Linked DNA regions of Hordeum vulgare: region 2 is linked to region 1. The links are chromatin contacts, called in public Hi-C maps. All regions are on one chromosome and are shown on one strand. Each heading gives the region's core, a stretch centred on a gene start, on an enhancer-like site or on the middle of the called end of the contact. The rest is flanking DNA. Distances are from core to core; before and after follow the strand shown. Region 1 holds the start of LOC123415825 (homeobox protein knotted-1-like 10). Region 2 has its middle 230 kb from the start of LOC123415825.

The links. A called contact is a pair of places that touch in the nucleus more often than the background predicts.
Region 2: a Hi-C map of leaf shows a contact between it and region 1, with 4 times the contacts expected there. The contact joins the enhancer-like site here to the promoter of LOC123415825 in region 1. A contact is called at or near these places in 5 of 6 Hi-C or Micro-C datasets (leaf and seedling) and 1 of 1 datasets of contacts at active chromatin or transcription factors (embryo).

The regions. Positions count from the first base shown.
Region 1 is chr1H:47,510,685-47,514,535 of MorexV3_pseudomolecules_assembly, reverse strand. It overlaps LOC123415825 (homeobox protein knotted-1-like 10), which reads left to right and starts at 1,828. Exons shown (of 5, transcript XM_045106764.1): 1 at 1,828-2,598; 2 at 2,738-2,857; 3 at 2,968-3,109. The coding sequence starts at 2,392.
Region 2 is chr1H:47,742,293-47,746,030 of MorexV3_pseudomolecules_assembly, reverse strand. No RefSeq gene overlaps it. Among protein-coding and RNA genes, the nearest start is that of LOC123415825, 230 kb to the right of the region's middle. Within about 2 kb of position 1,345, at least 2 of the 3 cell types and tissues checked have open chromatin away from gene starts, as enhancers often do. A contact at or near this core is called in leaf, where this site is marked.

The sequences.
Region 1 (3,851 bases), core at 579-3,078:
CCGGGGGCTCATGTCGGTGCACTAGTAATGGGGTACCTAGTGCCCGTGACTTTTGAACGGACGTTAAGAGCATAACCCCTCAAGGGCAACCACCAACCGAAGCAAGGAGCCGGAACCAGACGCCGGCAAGACCTACACGAGCATCCCAAGACATGACAAGAACCCCCAGCACCCACCACGGGCGAAGGCATATGCATCCTCGACAAGAACCGGCAAGACGCCTCCTCGGCAAGCGTGGGCTAGTCTGCCACCGCTCCACCTCATCGCTACACGAGTCACTTATGATGAGGTGTCGAGCTCCCAGATGGCTAGGTGGCTCTCGCTAAATACGTGGCCGCGCGTCGGAAGACAGATTATGACCAGTTGACACATGCCCAGAGGCATGTCAAGACACTAAGCCACGACCATATAATAGGTGGCAGGAGCTTGCCGAGAACGCACCCCCGCTCGCCACCTAAGGCCGCATTTATGGCACTTGTCTTAAGTGCCAGAGTTAGGTATGATAACACTATTATCTATCTGACCATGACTGTTTGCCGTTGTGGATGCCCCTTGAGCTATAAAGGAGGTCCAAGGCAACCTAACAAAGGATTCAGACACTTGGAGATTCGACACTTGATAGATTCGGGCCACCAGGGGGCTAGAACCAAGTGTATTTATACGTACGGGATAGCTCTTCGCGGCAACCCTTGCCGGGGCAGAACTCCGTGCGAACTTCATCTTCCTCAATCAATCCACCAAAGCAGGAGTAGGGTTTTAGGCTTTACAGCGGCCCGAACCTGGATAAAACGTCCGAGTCTCATCATCGTGTTGCTCGTAATTTCTGCTCTTTGTGTCACACAACCTCCCCGCCGAACCACAAAGGGGCCAAAGGTCCCATAGATGATCGGTTGCACACCTGCACCGGTAGTCTGGATCATCGGAAGTACCCATTGGCAGAACGCCTTCACTTAACTAGCCTTAAAACGGGCAACCAAATCATACAAGGACATCGAGGAGGCACTAGTAAAAATGATATTATTCATGTGTTTCCACATGGCAATGCATAGTAGCACGAATAACATCAATGGCATCTACTTTTTTTCCAACTACCCAGAAAGAGGCTACATGCCCAACATCCTGGTCTAGATTCCTACTAAAGAACTCACTCGCTTTAGCCCATATACTTTTAGCTACAATGCAATCAAAGAACAAGTGATGATCCTACAACATTAAGTATGTTCCATGGAGTAGAGACACAACAAATGGCACATGTGCACGTATAATTTTACTTTGGAAACTGGAAACACTATACCTGCTAAAATGAAAATAGCACTCCTCAGGGAACATTCGGTTTGGAGGAAACCAAAGCGTAGGAATGAAGAATAGTACAAGAATTTGATAGGATGAAACTTGTCTTTCTAAGGGATTCTCTTGTCTCGTTCGTACGAACAATTGAGTTTTGAGTGGATGTGTAGTTTTCTTCAAAGACACCAGAAATGAATAATATTTATATGAAATCCCTGTACACACTTCTTACAAACAGAATGAACCTATAGAAAATTTTCCCTGAAATCCTTTTTTCCTACGAAAATCCTTGGAATCGAATGAGGCCTGAGGTTAAAACAGTGAAACTACACAAGTCCTAGCAAGGGCATCCATCATATTTCAGCCTCCAACAAGGACACCCATGCAAACCGACTACTACCCATCGATTGCCCTATGAGTCTATGCCCCTACCCTTCTCTCTCTCTCTCATCATCAAGAAAAGTCTATTTTTCCAGAAAAGAAAAAAAAGCTCAGCTCTCAACTCTCAAAACACCCGCACATATTATTTTTGCGCAGAAAAGAGAGAGAGAGGAAAAAAAAAAACACCTAACGATAAAACTTTACCAAGGTGGATTGCTCCAAGCAGCGGCTCGTCCTTCCCTTTTCCCAATCTCGCAGCTTCCATCTCTCTGACTCCTCCATCCTCCCAAAGCCGAAGCCTGCCCAGTGCCCACCCCCCATGTCTCCCGCTGCTACCGCCGAGATCACAACCACCCTGCTGCTCCTCTGCGCCAGCAGCAGCATCGGAAGCAGCACAGGCTGCAGTGCAGACGGCTGCTGATTTCCCCGTAATCAAGCTCCCTTCCTTGCCTTGCCTTTTTCTTCATCTTCTTCTTCTTCCTGGAAGGTATACCGTACCCCAAGAATCGCACAAAGAACCGCCCCCTCTTCTTCCTCCAGAATCCAGCTGCTGCTGCTGCTAGTGGTGGCGGTGGTAGTGACCAAGTAAGAGGTTCTTGATCTGTTCTGGTGTACGTGCACATGGAGATGAGATGGGTGCGGAGGTAGCTGCGCTGTGCCTGGTGAGTATTAGGTGAGCAGTGAGCCGCAGCTAGCGGCGAGCGCGGGGGGAGAAGGAGATCGATGGAGGATCTGTACAGCATCCACCCGGGGATCTCGCGCGGCGGCGAGGGCGGCGCGGCCTGCAGCGAGGCGTCGGGGGTCGCCGGCGGGGCCAGCTCTCCTCCCCCGCCCCCGCCGCCGGCGGATCTGACGGAGCTGATGAAGGCGCAGATCGCCGGGCACCCCCGCTACCCCTCCCTCCTCTCCGCGTACATCGAATGCCGCAAGGTCCGTCCGCGTCTAGCTCCAGCTCCATTTTGCATGCTGTAGACCGCTACTACTAGTAGTAGCTAGAGCTAGCTAGCTAGCTCGCTCACCGCAGCTCGTCGTCAGTAATAAATTGCCACGTTGATTCTTGATTTGTCAGGTGGGCGCGCCGCCGGAGGTGGCCGCGCTCTTGGAGGAGATCGGCCAGCCGGAGAGGCGCGGCGGGGGCGCCGCCGCCGCCGGGGAGATCGGCCTCGACCCCGAGCTCGACGAGTTCATGGTAGGTGCAACCAGTTCAAGACAGCTCGCCCCACTAATCCTAGCGCGCTGGCTCTAGCTTGCTTGTTATTACATGTGGAGATGACGAACGCCGCTCGCGCGCGCATGCAGGAGGCGTACTGCCGGCTGCTGTCGCGGTACAAGGAGGAGCTGTCCCGGCCGTTGGACGAGGCGGCCTCCTTCCTCACCACCATCCGCTCGCAGCTCACTAACCTCTGCGGCGGCGGCGCCACCGCCTCCTCGCCGCACTCCGGTATATATACAATTTACATGCAATCGTCCATGCATTGCATCGCGCGCCTTGATTTTTTTTTCTCCGGCTAGCCGCGTCCCTCTGCAGCAGCCTTGGATTCGCTCGCCATTGTTGTGTTGTGTCATGTGTGTGAAAGTGTCTGATGCTTTGTGTGTGGATGTGGCTTTGATGATGAATGCGTGCGTGCGTGCGTGCGTGTTTGCGTTCTTGATAGGTCAAATCGTGTCCATGCAAATGGGGCGCAGGAGTGTCAGGCGACGGGGCCGGAAGAGTAAAGCTTTGGTGGTGCTCGTGTAGGGTTTTGTCCAAGGTTCCATCGTCCTTGCAGCTCAGCCTACCTATGCTATGCATGCTTCTCTCTCTATATCTCTCTCTAGATCCTTCTCTCTCTCTCTCTAGAGTCTAGTGAGGTGGTAGTAGCTGCTACCTGCTAGCCTGCTACATGTAGACTTTGCAGGTCGGGCCGGTGATGGAACTTGAGAGAGAGCTGGGATGGGATGGGATGGCTTTGGAAAAAGAAAAGAATCTTGCTCTTGCATGCTGGTTAATCACTGGTGCCCAATGGTGAAGCTTTTCTTCTTGTTGTTGCTGTGGGGGCAGGTGAAGATTAATTTTGCTGTGGCTAGCTCATTTCCCACAAACTTATTTTTGTTTCCTCATGCTAGCTAGATATGGTGTCTTGGTTGAATTTGTTAATTTAAGTAAGTGCATTTTTCTAATGAAATCTCATTTGAAGTGATAA
Region 2 (3,738 bases), core at 96-2,595, 230 kb before region 1:
TCTTTTCTAAACCTTACCGGGCTTAAAAAAATCACTCCACTTGTCAGGCCACAAGTTCCAACTTGTGCAAGCCAGATGATCTTGCCATAGAATTGGAACCGTGTGAATTTCGAAAAAAAAGGAAACGGATAAGGCTCTCGCCGCACCACTGGATGCATTCCAAACGAAGCATTTTTGAAGTTTTGAGTCTGTTTTTCGCCGCAAATTGCAGTGTGTAAGCTGCTCCGGTAAGACGGAAACATGGACGAGTTAGTACAGGACAGGGAGACATCAAAGACATTGGATCAACCTGACGAACTGACAGATGAGCAACGAAGTGATCTGAGATACTAATGGCTCCTAGTAAGCGAGACGTTTAGGTGCGTAGGCTTACTGGAGCTGGAGCAGGACATCGACGGGGACGTAACATCTCTTAGTATCACATGGACGGTGGAGACGACGACCACGTAAAGAAAAGAGAAAACGATCATTTTTTCCTCTCTCTGAAACCTATCTTCACCTGCCCAACTTCTCAAGATCCACCTCTACATGATCTGCTGCGGTAGTTGAGGCCTTTTCATGCGAGGTTCTTGTCAAGTTTTCTGAAATTGCAACGTCCCAAGCATAATCCTAACCTTAATTAGCACAAACAAATCAAGACCCACACGTATGGAACAGATGATTTAGATGTGCATCAGTGTCATCTGTACATAATCTACAGCGAAATCTACATGGGTTGCGTCGTCGGTTAGAGAGGAAGGCTCTTCGCTCCCCTTTGTATAGTATTTTCCCGTGGCTGTCCTTTTCTTGAAGATTTTGTCTCGCTAAAGCAGGGTGTGAGACCAATAATACACCATGTGGCTCTTTTGGCAGCCACTCCCCTTTTCTCCAGAAAACACCAGTGCCACACATAAACAATGAGAGAAAGATTATACAACTGCTCCCCTGATAGCCCTGTAATAATTCAGTAAAATACTATTTGAAACCATCCTTGTCAAGATCACAGAAACACATATGCAGGCCGGGCGTATGGCACTGTTTACATAGACACCCAAAAGCAAGAGCAGCCGTGCATGGGCAATACCCAGAGGTTGCTATCCAGAAACCAAACAAAAATTCCAAGATATACTACAAGAAGCAAGGAGGAGGCAGTTAGGGCTTCCAAGGAGGTAGTTTGTGGTCCAGGGTGAAAAAACCGTTTGTGGTCCTGGCTCATCAACAGTCCATACTCTATTTCAGCTCACATCCAACAACAAAAAAACTTGTCTGCCTTTTCAACTCAGGGATGAGTCAAGCTGTATTTATGTCCATCAGTCATGTAAACTTCCCCTATTTGGATAATCTCCCCTGGTTTGAGGTCTTGACTCACAAGCCAGCCCAGAACCACAAGTCCACAACACTGTTTAGCTTTAGTTACTCCATTCTTGGACTCAGGACAGCCCCCCTTTGCATGTGTGGTGACAGTTGGACCTTGGAAGGGAAAAACTTTGTCAATTGTGCACAGTGCCACATGTACTATTCCCACCTTTAGTGGAGTATTAAGGAATTTAATAAGGGTTGCCCTTTTCTTGTTTGGTTATTTTTCCTTCTTTGCCCATGTGTGGCCACCTAGAACATCATAATCACCTTGCCGAACTACTCAGAGCCCTAAAAACGGAACTATTTTCTCATTAAAATGATTAAGTTGTTGAGTAAATAGATAATTTTTCGAGTAGATTAATCCACGAGATAATAACTAGCATGACATTGACTAGACTAATGACATACTGATCATGAACTAATCTAGCACATACTACGCATATAATTGATACATCTATGCATGCAAGTAGTATTGCTAGGATTGAAACGAACAGGAGTGGGATAAATATGTCATACCCTGCAATAGGTCAGTTGGCCGTAGGAGCGGCGTTTGTGGCGGACGCAGCCGTAGCAGCAGCATCCTCTGTCGCCTTCTTCTCAGCTTCAAGGACGAGACGATCGGCCTCGGATGGTTCAGCCATGGCGATGACGAGGACGTAGACGAAGTAGACGGACGGAGGCGAGCAGTCGCGTGATCGCTCCCCAAAAATCTAATCGCCCCTATCACGTACAGGAACCGGAGATGCGGGGTTTCGGAGGCGTGCTCTCCCATCGACCGTGTACGCGGTGAACGGGACGGAGTCGCCGGTGGCAGCTGCAGCAAAGGAACGAGCGCGTGAAGCAGGTGTGATCTGATTCTCGTGACGGCTAGGGTTGGCGTTAGCCCTGCTTATATAGGCGGCCGGGTGGAGAGATGTCCGAGTCGGTAACAACCCACGATCCGACGTCTCGGATCGTGGCGCATCCATTACGTATTCTCCGTTTCTGACCGACAAAAATAAGCGTATAGGTATGAGCTCAGCTCGGCTCATTCCCGCAACCCGCCGTGCGAGGCGTGGCGAGGCGGGCGGTGGAGGAGGAGTGCGCGAGGGCCTCTTCTCTTCTCACTCTCCAATAGCATGTAGAAGAGAGACCCTTATAAAGGGGTCCAACTTCTCCTCCACTAGCGGGGTGGGACTAAACTTCTCACCACCACTTTGTCATGCCACCACCTACATGGGCCCTTGGAGATTTCTGAAATTCTCTTATGGGCTTAAGGCCCACTACTAATTTCAACAATCACCCACCAGATCTCAAGGGCACATCGTGTTCCCTCGTTCCAATCACTGTTTTAATATACTAGCATTTCAGTAAAGACCTGTTAAGGTTGAGCTTCACCTAGAACAAGTAGCTACACCCCTTTACAACTGAACTATGGACTATACCTTGAATTGTCAGTTTGGCGTAAAGAAGCTTCACCACAAGTCTTACTAGTACTAGGCTACTGAAGGCTGACCCCTCGGGTGGAGCATATTAGTCACACTCCTGGCTTATTCATGAGTTTACTAGAGATCACCCCAATCTCATAGACTGTGACCAGCAGTCAGGCTCATATAGGTGTGTTCCTCCAAAGATCGCTCTGTAGGACATCATCTTGCTTACGCATAAGCTTTAGAACACATTAAGACAGTAGCCATCCTACCATACAGTATCCGAGAGCATTACATCTACAACGGAGTGGGTTAGTAAAGTTACTCTCCTCAGTTCACCACTGGCTTGTTTTCCCAGGTCCTACTTCACGGGATATCCGATCATATAGGTTGGGTTACTGCCATGGCAACTCATGTGGGTCTCATACCCATCTCCCTCGATGCACTATCTATCACAACACGTGATAGCCCTTTAATAAAGGGATCTGCCAGATTCTTAGCCGTTTGGATGTAATCCAACGCTATCACTCTGGAGTTTCTCAAACGTCTAATAGACTTCAATCTCATTCTTATATGTTTGTTGGACTTCATATTGTCCTTTGAACTCTTCACTTTGACAATAATTGTCTGATTATCGCGGTTCATAAGGATAGCCGGAACCGGCTTCTCAACCACAGGTAAGTCCATCAAAAGATCTCGAAGAAATTTTGCTTCGACACCACATGTGTCTAATGCTGTTAATTTTGCTTCCATTGTCGATCTCGTTAAGATCGTTTGCTTGCAAGACTTCCAGGAAACAGCACCACCTCCAAGAGTAAATATATACCCTGTAGTGGCCTTCATCTCATCAGCATCAGAGATCCAATTCGCATCATTATACCCTTCAAGTACCGATGGGTATCCCATATAGTGAAGTCCGTAGTTGACAGTACCTTTCACGTAGCACATAATTCCTTCAACAGCACGCCAATGAACATCGCCCGGGTTTGCA